3 separate regions of the Gossypium hirsutum genome follow, and regions 1 and 2 are each linked to region 3. A link is a contact called in public Hi-C data. All regions are on one chromosome and are shown on one strand. The core of a region is the stretch at or near the end of the contact, and the rest is flanking DNA. Distances in the headings are between cores, read along the strand shown. Region 1 holds the start of LOC107900854. Region 2 holds the start of LOC107900871. Region 3 holds the start of LOC121219829 (probable calcium-binding protein CML23).

What was found. A called contact is a pair of places that touch in the nucleus more often than the background predicts.
Region 1: a contact with region 3 is called in a Hi-C map of leaf, with 2.2 times the contacts expected there. The contact joins the promoter of LOC107900854 here to the promoter of LOC121219829 in region 3. A contact is called at or near these places in 4 of 34 Hi-C or Micro-C datasets (hypocotyl and leaf).
Region 2: a Hi-C map of leaf shows a contact between it and region 3, with 1.9 times the contacts expected there. The contact joins the promoter of LOC107900871 here to the promoter of LOC121219829 in region 3. A contact is called at or near these places in 3 of 34 Hi-C or Micro-C datasets (all in leaf).

Annotation. Positions count from the first base shown.
Region 1 is chrD08:51,500,846-51,504,428 of Gossypium_hirsutum_v2.1, forward strand. LOC107900854 reads right to left here and starts at 2,118. Exons shown (of 7, transcript XM_016826599.2): 1 at 1,687-2,118; 2 at 1,533-1,589; 3 at 1,320-1,445; 4 at 1,084-1,156; 5 at 908-1,000; 6 at 696-809; 7 at 472-623. The coding sequence starts at 1,829. The coding sequence ends at 570. It overlaps LOC121219832 (transducin beta-like protein 2), which reads right to left. Exons shown (of 10, transcript XM_041098315.1): 8 at 3,119-3,322; 9 at 2,867-2,911; 10 at 2,329-2,778. The coding sequence ends at 2,693. It overlaps TRNAK-CUU (transfer RNA lysine (anticodon CUU)), which reads left to right and starts at 2,221; the gene lies at 2,221-2,293. It overlaps LOC107900855 (a long non-coding RNA gene), which reads left to right. Exons shown (of 2, transcript XR_001685062.2): 2 at 1-278.
Region 2 is chrD08:51,191,596-51,195,475 of Gossypium_hirsutum_v2.1, forward strand. It overlaps LOC107900871, which reads right to left and starts at 1,520. Exons shown (of 2, transcript XM_016826616.2): 1 at 588-1,520. The coding sequence starts at 1,253.
Region 3 is chrD08:51,342,332-51,346,361 of Gossypium_hirsutum_v2.1, forward strand. LOC121219829 (probable calcium-binding protein CML23) reads right to left here and starts at 2,413. Exons shown (of 1, transcript XM_041098312.1): 1 at 1,567-2,413. The coding sequence starts at 2,413. The coding sequence ends at 1,799. It overlaps LOC107900862 (brefeldin A-inhibited guanine nucleotide-exchange protein 2), which reads right to left. Exons shown (of 11, transcript XM_016826607.2): 11 at 3,073-3,962. The coding sequence ends at 3,351.

The sequences.
Region 1 (3,583 bases), core at 868-3,367, 160 kb after region 3:
GCAGCCTTAAGTGGAGAATTCACTTTAAATTGCCTAACTCAGCCTAAATCCTCAAAGTTGAAACAACAGAAAGTAAAAAAACTCAAGAAAGCCTTAAAGAGTAAATGCTCTCCATTCGTGCCTATGGCCGCATGATTTGCTCAGTTGAAGTCCAAGCTCATGACATCTGCTGGTTGTATTGAACTGTTTTTTTTGCATTCTGACAGTAGTGATACTTAAATCTTAGTTGATTTACCTTCGACATTAGGCTAAAATAGACTGGAATAATCTTTCATGGATGGAAATGGCATTAACTCATGATTACTCTCTTTTGACTATTTTTGTTAGATTAGATATTAAATTGTAAATGCGAGGATTGGAATACTATAAATTTAGCTGTCATCTTTTAAGATAAATTTGGGGTTGAAGTGCATTTGGTACAATGATGGTTCAGTGTGTGATAATAATCTTTTTCAATTATGGAAACGCAAGTGACACAAATCTTGCATTGATGATTTATAACAAAATCTGTGAACAGTGGTGTGAAACAACAATCAAGGAGTACAGTACAAAATGATGTTTTTGTCCTTTTAAAACGTTTCTACGGAAGCCCATCCTTTCTTTTCCAACTCCACTCGCAATGCCTGTAAGCAAAAGAAAGTTAATATCAGGGTTTAAGTTTTATATATTCGTGTGTATATTTGTATCATGTTTACCTTAATTCTTTTTCTATTGATATCAAAATCAAAGTTCCCGATCCTTGATGCGGATCGGTACTCCACGATTGAATCCTTACCGGGTGGAAACCAGAACTCCACATCATCCACAAACTGTTGAACAACATAACATAAATAATCAGTTAAGCCAATCTGCAGGTCTGTTTTTGATATGTTTGGTAATGAAAAAGAAACAGAGCTTAAACTTTTACCCCTAGTATGGGACTTTGATATTCAACACGCACGTAATCGTCTTTCTTCTCCACGATTTTGGGGGTATACTTGTCTGATTTCGTTGATTTTATCTGGCATTATGCCGTATAATTAGATTGATTCTTTTTAATACTTGAAAAGCCATTTAACTGTGAAAAAAAAAGGAAAAAATTACCACTTGAAGAAGCTCTTCCATTGCCACTTCACGATTCACTGGCTTTTTCCTATTACGCCCACCATTGTAATTCCTTTCATATTTAATATATATATAGTTAACACAATGTGCATCACATTTTGTCGGGGCGGCGCACATTTTTCATGCGTTTACCGACCAAAAAAAAAACGCTTCCAGTTTCGATTTTCGACCAAAGAAAAAAGAAAAAAGCAAAAGGCAAAGGGGGAGAGGTTTACCATGGAGGGGCGTAGTGGGTGAGATCAGTGACATTCTCAGAGGTTGAAATACAGTTGTTAGTAGCAGGACAAAGAGCAAGAGATGGGGGATTTTTCTGCACTCCTAGATATTCTGGTTTCTTCCCACTGCATCATCAAACCATTCATTCACTGTTTTGGTCAAGAACCCAGAAATCAAAGATTTTAGAAGGGCGATGGTGTGGACACAAAAACCTGAAACTGAAGATGGCTCCTATAACAGCTAATTCGCTGCTCCTCAATATGATTTCCCTTCAAAATTACAAGCAATGTTTTCAGCTCCGATTCTTAAGCTTAAAAACTAGACACGTATGTATTATGATGAATAACGGGAGGGAGATAAGTTAACCTTCGAGGAAGTTGGTGGTGGGGTTTATCGTCGGGCAGCTGGGAGGACTGAGAAAGGACGATGCGTGGAAGTATTCGGGCTTTGCTTTTGCTTATGTATTTGTTGTAGTAGAGAAAGCTTGGTGATGATGCCATTGATGCCATTCTCTTACTTTGTCGCTCGCTATCTTCCTCCCCCTCGTTGCTAGCCTATTCCAGCCTTTTAATAGAGCACCTAAAGTATGAGCTCCACCGGCCATGTTGTTCCAACGACACCGTTTTCTTAATAATTTTTACTGTACTTCGATTTTCGTATATTTTATTATTATCTTTTATACCCATTCCGTTTTGCTTTGTATAAATAAAATACTAAAATAAACAACCTTTTTTTATGTACCATATATATATAAACCGCAGCTGGGTACGTAATTTGGCCAAACTTGCTGCTCCGTGCCGTGCGGGAAGAAAAGATCAGAAGAGAAGCCAGAAATAAAATACATTTACAAACACCATAATAAAAGTTTATTAAAATATTTCTTGAAGAAAGATACAACAAGCCCGTCTAGCTCAGTCGGTAGAGCGCAAGGCTCTTAACCTTGTGGTCGTGGGTTCGAGCCCCACGGTGGGCGCCTGACTTACCTTACGTTTTTTAATACTGTTGCCGTGACATGAATCGCAAAACATTTCATTGCTCAAATGATTATAATCCATAAACATGGGCCAATTCCCTTCATACTATTCGTGTGAGTTATCGCAAACAGCCCACTACATCTTTTTTTAAATCCTTCAAGTAAGCAAAAAAGTTCAGTAACATAAAAGTCCATCCAAGCAACTATATGGAACATTCTTCCGTATCGGCTCCAGTCAGATATGCCTACCATACAGCTATTCTACCATTCCGGAAGTGCTACGTATGTATTCTCTATTGATGTTAAAAGATTGCTGAGCAGATCTGATCTAAAGTGCATCCACAGGTATCCCTGGTCTTCTCCATGAAATTCTTGAAAATGAACGTAAAAAGCATTGGCTCACGAAGAAATTACTGATGGTGCTGCCCACAATTTCACTTTCTTGTCAACACTTGCTGTAGCTAGAACCACCACTTGTTCATTTCCTATTTAAAAACAACGTGGAAAATTGTAAGAAATGCACGTAACTTGAGATATCAGATATAACTCATACAAGCAGAAAATAAATTTTACCTAGAGGTATAGTCTTAGGTGACCACGAAATCCATGTAATATCTCCTGCAGCATAAAACTAGGGTTAATACCAGAATCCTAAATATCATTCCATGCCAGGTGACAGTCATCATAGAGCATCGGGACTAAGAAAATTGTTAGCAATATGTAGTTAGACATGACATGGTTTCTATAGATTCTTATGTGAGAACATGGTAAGGATAAGGGGGGAAAACAATAAAAGAAAATAAAAGTTTGCTGCTTGGGATGTACCATCATGTGCCTTTTCAGCGGTATCCAAGACCTTTCCTGTTTCCATGCATAGCCACTGTAATGTTGAACCATGAGTTGTTGCCAGTATCTTTCCATCAGGTGATAAACTGAGACGATCATAGTGCAAAGTAGAGCCACTTGAATCCTGAAGGGGTATTGGGAACACCTTCAGAGTTTTTGGATCCTCATCAAGATGGTATCGAACTTCACAAATCATTTAGAATAGTCAGCAGACACAAATTTGTAACTATTACTACGAGAAACAGAAATGCTAAGTTTAGGCATAAACAATTGCAAATTAGCTCATTGTTTAGATTTTTTATATGTCATGTCTTCAAATTTATGGAGAATATTTCTTCCACCTCCCACCCCTGCCTCTTTTCCTTTTGTAGGATCAGACTTGAAAGGGGTTGAAGGTGGAAAAGAAACTGACCTTCATACAGTTGATTTTTTTCATTGAGTATT
Region 2 (3,880 bases), core at 270-2,769, 150 kb before region 3:
AACATTAAAGCAACAGTCACTCTACATTTTAAGACCTTGCTATGTTGTTCATTGTCATAACAGGCAGCTGTTGTTGTTATGCTCCCAGAACTTGAAAAAAATTACATTTCCCCCTAAAAGAACCTTAAAGTTGAATCTAGGAGACGAATTGAAAAAGTTTACTAAGAACAGCTGATGAATACCCTAAACCACTCAGCTTGCTTAACAAGCAGAAAACAAGCTGTGGCAAGGACTGGGATTTACAAATGAAGAATCCAATATCATTATACCGACCGAAGCAGACAACAGAATGCTTTATAACGAAACAGGCAAAGCAACAACATTGTATATGCCTACTCTCTAAGACCAGAATAAACCTCCCATCATGTATAGACAAAAAAAAGGCAGCAACATTTCAATTTCAACTCAGCATACTTATAAAAGCAATAACAGTATTCATATGCTAATGCCATAAAGTAACATCTTAAACTCTGTTATAAGATTCTAAAAACAATCAAGGGTTCTCACGCAATAACGCCAATTCCCTTAACATGATGGAATCTAAATCCACATTATTGATTTATGATCAGTTACAATGCCAATTTTACCTGCAAATTCCGGTGTCTAACCAATCCATTACTACCCTTGTTATTCCCTTTGCCAATCTCTTCATCCTCAGGAATCGCATCCAATGTCGAACTAAGCCTCGACCCATTTTTCCTCCAAGGACTCACTGTTATCGTCTTCGTCAATATCACAGGCACACCCGCGGAACACCCCGCAATGTAAACTTCAATGCTCGGCGCTGAAACCCCCTTTTTCCATTGGAAAAACGCAGAATTCCCAGGCTCCTTAACCGCTGCCGCCATATAACAATCCATGCTCCATTCCCCTTCCATCCTTTCCAAAGAGCCACACAACATCATCTTTTCATTCTCGTACACCTCGAATTCAAACCCTCCGGTGACGCGAACGCTATCGGTGCTCAAATAAGTGACCTCCGACGACTCCCGGTCGAGACGGTCGCGGCGGAGCGTGAACGAAGCGGAATCGGAAGCCGGGACACGAGAGCCGTTGACTTCGAGGGAGAAACCGATTTCGCGGCGGAGGTAGCAGAGGGTGAGGTGGTCCGGCGCGCTATCGATTACGCAGGGCGCTATCCGAACGTAAAAGAGACGGATTTCAAGCCATACGGAGGAATTGTTCATGATACTGTAGGGATCCGAGGCTTTCGGAATTGAAATTTGCAAGGGATCAAGCTGTTGAAGGTCCATGGGTTAAGAAAACTGCAGGGTCAACAACGAAACGAGGTATCGTAAGAGAAAACAATAAAATTAGGGTTTCTGGAAGATTAGGAATGATGGGCATAAATAAACAATCATGATGAAAAGCGATTCCATGGTTCTTTTCAAAAAAAAGGAGAGATTGGTTGTAAATTTTAGTAAATTTTTAGGTGATGGCAATTGGCCAATGGGTAAAACAACAGATAGACCGTGTCAAAGCGAAACCCCCACCTCAAACTGGAAGAAGATGGAAATGGGCGATCGTTAAAACCTAATAAATAAACTAGAAAAGAGCATAATCAACGCCATGGCCCAATCATTGATTTCTTAAGCCCTCGAAGTCGGTGATTAGTGGCTCCTTCCAGCCATGAATTTGTTGGGCTTTTGCTTTTATGGAATCAAGCCCTCAACATAAATTTATTAAGGCCTCGTTGGGATGAATGGCAAGATTCAATGTTGAGGGAACCGAATATAAAGGTGAATATAACATATGGTACTCAAATTTGATTTTAATGTTTAATTTTGTCCCAAGGTTTGATTTTAATATTTAATTTGGTATCTAGACTTAGCGACATCACGTGACCCAATGAATATTTGACATTTGTGCTTTAGTAAAAAAAATATGTACTTAATTTTGGATAAAAAAGAAACTCAAGTATCAAAATTGAACATTAAAGCCAAATTTAAGTACTTAACTAGGAAAAAAATACTCAAGCATCAAATGGAAAAAAATTAGCTACCAAATTGAATATTGAAATCAAAATCATGTATCAAATTGAGACAAAAAAATTTCATGTCTTAAATTGAATATTAGAGACAAACTCAAATACCAAATAATATATTAACTCGAATGGAAATATTAGATCAAAATGTGTGATGTACATATATATAAATATTTCCACCAGCAAACTATTAGAAGGAGACAGGGGAATAAGGTGATTCATTTGAAAAACGGGTGTGGGAAGTGGATTGATAATGAGGAAGAAGTCTATAACTGTTGAACAAAATGAGGATCTTGTCAAAATGGTGACTATTGATGAGATTAAAAATGTTGTGTTTTAGTTGGGAGGGTTGAAAGCCCCATGGTCGGATGGATATTGTGGGGTTTTTTTTTATGAAAAATTTTGGTCTGATGAAGGAGGATGTTGTGAAGTATGTGCAAAGTTTCCTTTCATAATGGGTAAATGTAACACCCCTTACCCGAGACCGTTTCCGGAGTCGAGCACGAGGCATTACTTAGCTTATCTTACCAATTCGGAGCATAAAAACTAGGTTTGAAAATTTATTTCATTATTCGCAGCAAATCTGTCCAATCGCGCAGCAGTTACTAAATTAATTATAACTTGAGCTACAGAACTCGAAATTTAATTCCGTAAATTTTCCCTGAATCTAGACTCATATATCTACTCACCATAAAATTTTTAGAATTTTTGGTTCAGCAAATTAGTACAGTTTATTAGTTAAAGTCTCCCCTGTTTCACCACCTGACTGCCCTGACCTCTAGTCACTAAAAATAAGTTTTCTCACTTTAGGATTTTCATATGAAGTTCTTACTTGTTTCTACAGAAAATAGACTCATTAATAAATCTAAGCATGCAAATTTCAACTCATAACCATTTTTGTACAATTTTTAATTATTTTCTAAACTCAGAACAGGGGACTCCAAAAACAGTTCTGACCCTATCTTACTAAAATTCACATATCTTAAAATATAAATTTCCTTTTTCTACACCGTTATTTTTCCATGAAAATAGACTAAACAAGCTTTAATTCCATATATCATTCACCCTCTAATTCATTTTATACTATCTTGGATGATTTTTCAAATTCACGTCACTGTGCTGCCTGAATTCTGTTTCTTTGCAAAATTTTATCCTTTCATGATTTCCATGCATAATTTATCACCTAATCTTTCATAACAACAAACACCTTCATCCTTAATCATTTTAATAACCATACATCATCAAATACTTACACATCACTCATTAGCAAAATCATCATTACAAACATACAAAATAACTAAATCCCTATACATGCCATAACTCAAACGTGTTTCGATATAAAATACCGAGCAGTTGTAGTTGATAGTGTGGACGATCTCCGACTTCTTTAGGATCCTTGAAGTAGCTTTGCAATACTATAAGAGAAAGAGAAATAAAAGAAGTAAGCATAAAGCTTAGTAAGTTTACTAGCAAATAAATAACAATATTTAACTTAAATAATTAAACTCAATGTCTATATCTCTAGTTTACTCTTTAGTTAATCTCATACTAGTTCTCTTACTTGTTTACTTAGAATACATGTGTGCATAACTTACTCAATCCTTGCTGCATCGTTGAACATCAATTGATAGTATAATAAGTTCTTAAGTCTTACAACTTACCTGAGCTTGCCATTTATGCTTTAAACTGAACTTTCATGAACATGATTCGTTTACAAGCCCGTTGAGCTACATTGGAATAATAAGGATACTCGGGTCTCTTCTGATAATAACATGCCAAAGCCATGTCCCAGACATGGTCTTACATGGGATGTTCTCGTGATGGTTCCCATGCCATGTCCCAGACATGGTCTTATAGGGGACCTCTCATCTCGGTGCCAACGCCATGTCCCAGACA
Region 3 (4,030 bases), core at 1,163-3,662:
TAAAATTAATAAAAAAAATTAAATATAACTTTGGTTAAAATGGTAATGTTGAGAGCAAACATTAAAGTTTTTTGGGTTCAAACCAAACCTGCTCATGGGTCGGGTTAGGCCTGAATTTATCTTTCTTAAATTGGGCTAGGCTTGGAAAAAATGTAAGTTTATTTTCTGGACCAGGTCAGGCTTAAACTTGAAAAATTGGTCTAGATACTTTGCATTGGCCCAACTCAGCCTGGCCTGGCTTATGATCACATCTAGTTCAAACCTCCATCACATGCATATTCTTTTCTAGATCTATTAAAAATATAAAAAGACATAAATATCCTTAAAATGATAGTTGTTGCTATGTAAAATAAATGGACTTTTAATAAATTCACAATTGAGTTGATACCTGATTGATAGTGACGCCGACTCAATTAAAAGCTTCATTATATATAGTATAGATTAATAATATTATTAATTAATGAATAAAAACATATTTAAACAAATTTACAAATGCAAAACCAATTCTTAAAGATTATTTTTATTTAATAAAATATTTTTAATGTATTTTTATATAAAATTTAAATATTTTATTGAAATAATATTTTAATTAAAATTTATTATTTTTATTTCACTCGTGAATAAAATTAATTTTACTAAACGTTTGATACAAGAAGATTTATACATACTTTATTATTGTTGCTACAGAAAGTAAATATAAAACATAAAAAATCGCTTTTACAATAAAATGTTATTATACAAACAATTTGACTATATATCAACAATTTCAATATAAGCACGTAATTAATAATCAATTGGAATAAATTTAAAGGAAAACTCGCGCATAAATTATACACGGTAAGGCTCAAACTTGTACACTTAAATCCTAGAGAAAGTTTAGGGTGTTAACTAATAGGTTAAATTTTGCTATTAGTCCCTGTACTTTACGAAAGATGTAAATTTAGGCTCTATACTTTAATTTGATTTAGTTCCATTACTTTTTGACTTGGTAAATTTCAGTCCTTGTACTTTTTGAACTTTGAAATTTTACTCTTGACCCAAAAGCTAAATTCGTTTGATTAAATTCAATTACTAGTCCTATAGTAAGCATACAGTTGTAGATTTAGTTCATATGTTCAATTTTCTCATTTTAAGTCCCTATACTCTTCAAATTTTAAAATTTCAATGTTGACACAAATTATAGTCGTTAATCCATTAACTGTATTTTTACTAAGTAATATGTGAAAATAACGAACTGATACACATATAATAAGATATTTGCAGCATTAAATTTTAACTTCATAAATGGAACAATTATCATTGGATGAAGAGTAAAATTTTAAAATTGGAAAAGTGGAGGAGGAAATTAGATCACGACAAATGATAGTAGGACCCATTGCCGCAAATACTTGTCTTGATTAAGCTTTCAACTTATTGAGTTATGGGCCTCTATTTCAGTAAAATTTGGGGCATTTGTGAGAAATATCTGACCATCACCTTTCCTATAATCTAAAATAGAAAACTTGGTGGGAAACAAGTGTAACTTAAAAATTGGAGTGATATGATTACGAATTTAGGCATGGTATGAAAGAATATGAGGTTTAGAATATTTGATAGAAAATAATATTAAGTTTACGAGGAAACAATTGGATTAGGTCAAAGGGATATGATTAAATTAGAGATTTAGACTGAGTTTCAAATGATAAAAGGTTCTAGACAGACAGAATATGGGAAAAATAAAAAAGAATTATTATGAGTACCTGAGAAACGAGAATATTCAACGATTACGCGTTTTATTTGACTTTTTCTGCAACATGTTTCAGCTGCTGCGTTCTGCGGCGCTCATCATTAATCGAAATTCTTTGAAGTCCACAAATCCATCTCCATCCTTATCGACGCCTCTAATCATGCGCTTACACTGTTTAAGACTGCACTTGTTGAACCCTAGGCTAATCAAAACATTGCGCAATTCTTTGGCCGAGATGAATCCGTTTTTATCTTTATCGAAGATGAGAAAAGCGTCCATTAAATGATCGTCGTCGCCGCTGCTGCAGCTAGAAATTGCTCCGTCGCTGGTGGTGTTGACAACCGCGTGCATGAACTCATCCAAATCGATGAAACCGTCGCCGTTGAAATCCATTTCTCTGATCATACCTTCCGCTACTTTGGAGGCCGTGGATTTTTCATGTCCGAGGCATAAAAGCACTTGTCTAAGCTCCAATGAAGATATCTTCCCATCGCCATTTGCGTCCATCACTTTGAAGACTTGTTTAAACTGATTTGACAGTTCCATGGTAGCAAAGGACGATGTTATCACATCGCAACTCGATGGTAACCGGCGATGCTTTGATCTTCTCTTGCACCGGTCGACGTGAAGGAACAGTTGAACTCTCTTAAACAGAGAGATCCAACAGGTTTTGCAAGAACTTAGCATAATCCAATGAAAGGAAAGCTCGTAAAAAGAATGGTACTTGTCTTGCTAGGAATGGTGGCTGTTTGCAATCTTCGATGGTAGAAAGCTGAAAACGGAAAGTTATGGCTCTTTTCAAGAAACTTAGTAATTTGTCAACTAGCAATAATTTTTATGGGGACAATACCTTTGGAAAAGACCAAATAACCCCTATTGAGAAGGGATATTCCCCGCATTTTCAACCTTGTGAAACGGATAGGGAGAAGGGTAGTAATGGAGAATCAAATTTTTGACGAAGTCTTTTTAACGTAGTGGTATTGTTGATTGAGTCTCTTTTGTCTGGTGGATGCCAGCTGAATTGATAAAAAACAAGCAGCTACCGAATGGGGGCCGGCATAACTATGCTCGTCTTTGGCTTTTAGATCCGCCGCAGCTTTGCCTTCAGCTCTTTGGAAGGAAGTCAAGCAACTAGTTTCAACATTTTCGAGTTCTTATCCCAAACTCTTTACACTTTATACAACGACAAATCATGGTAGTTGATGCTTTCCTCCATTACTTAACCCCTCAAGCTCAAGCTTGCCTTTCTTTTACCAATCTCAAGCTCTCAACATAGTCTACAAATTTTAAGTTCCCAAGTAATGGACTAAACCGGAATTTCAATCACTTGTCTATCAAGAAATTGAGAAGTTTCAAACTCACGTATTTAATAAGAAAATTTCTTACAGAGAAAAAAAAAGTAATGTTCTGAAAATCATTTCAAGGGAAAATAAGAATTAACTATCATACAACAGAAAATTCCCCAAATGATATCTATGAATAGAGCTCTTCATACACTGAAACTATATTTACGGTAACAATTATTATAAAACTAAAAGAGAGGGTGAAAACTATTAGAGTAAGATGAGAGGTAAACGAAAGCAAATATATCACACATCCAAACGACGGTCCAATTTTACCAAGGTCAACAGGATCGCAGTAAAACAGGGCCCACAGAGGAGCTAAGCATATCGCTAAGAGCTACCTGGACCTCATTTGAACCATGCTCACAACTTATCAAGCTCGAAAGAAGTGGGAAGAATTGAACCAAGTTCTTCTCGAACAAGGTGTCTCCCAAACTACAAATGGCCTGGAGAGTCGCCACAATCAGTGGTGCACGGGAAGCCAATTCTCTCCGTTTCCCAGAAACTGAAGGAATCAACCACTGGCTTTGCTCCTCGGGAGATGTTTCAGAAGTCTGCCCAGACCGTGCAGTTTCTATATAAAACAGTAATACCTCCTGGCAAAGATCAACAAGATGGGACTCTACTTTAACCTCCTCGTACCTTGGAGGCCTATCTAGTATCAGATTCTGCAAGATTGTAAGGCAAGACTGATACGCCTCATTCTCAAGACGCAATAGGGGAGGATCTTGCATTTGGATCATGGGGCTAAACTCTTGAAGCTTGGATTGTAACGGAGAATCGATGTTGATCCTGTGAGCATGGGAAGCCACATCATGTATTGCTTCATAGAGGACTAAGGTGTTCTTAGCTGAAAGATGAGTTCGATACATGTTGTAGATTTCCATCATCGCCTGTCAGTAGAATAAGAACAGCAAAATCAGACCAAAAGTAAAAGTTAGCACACTTAAAACTTTAAAAA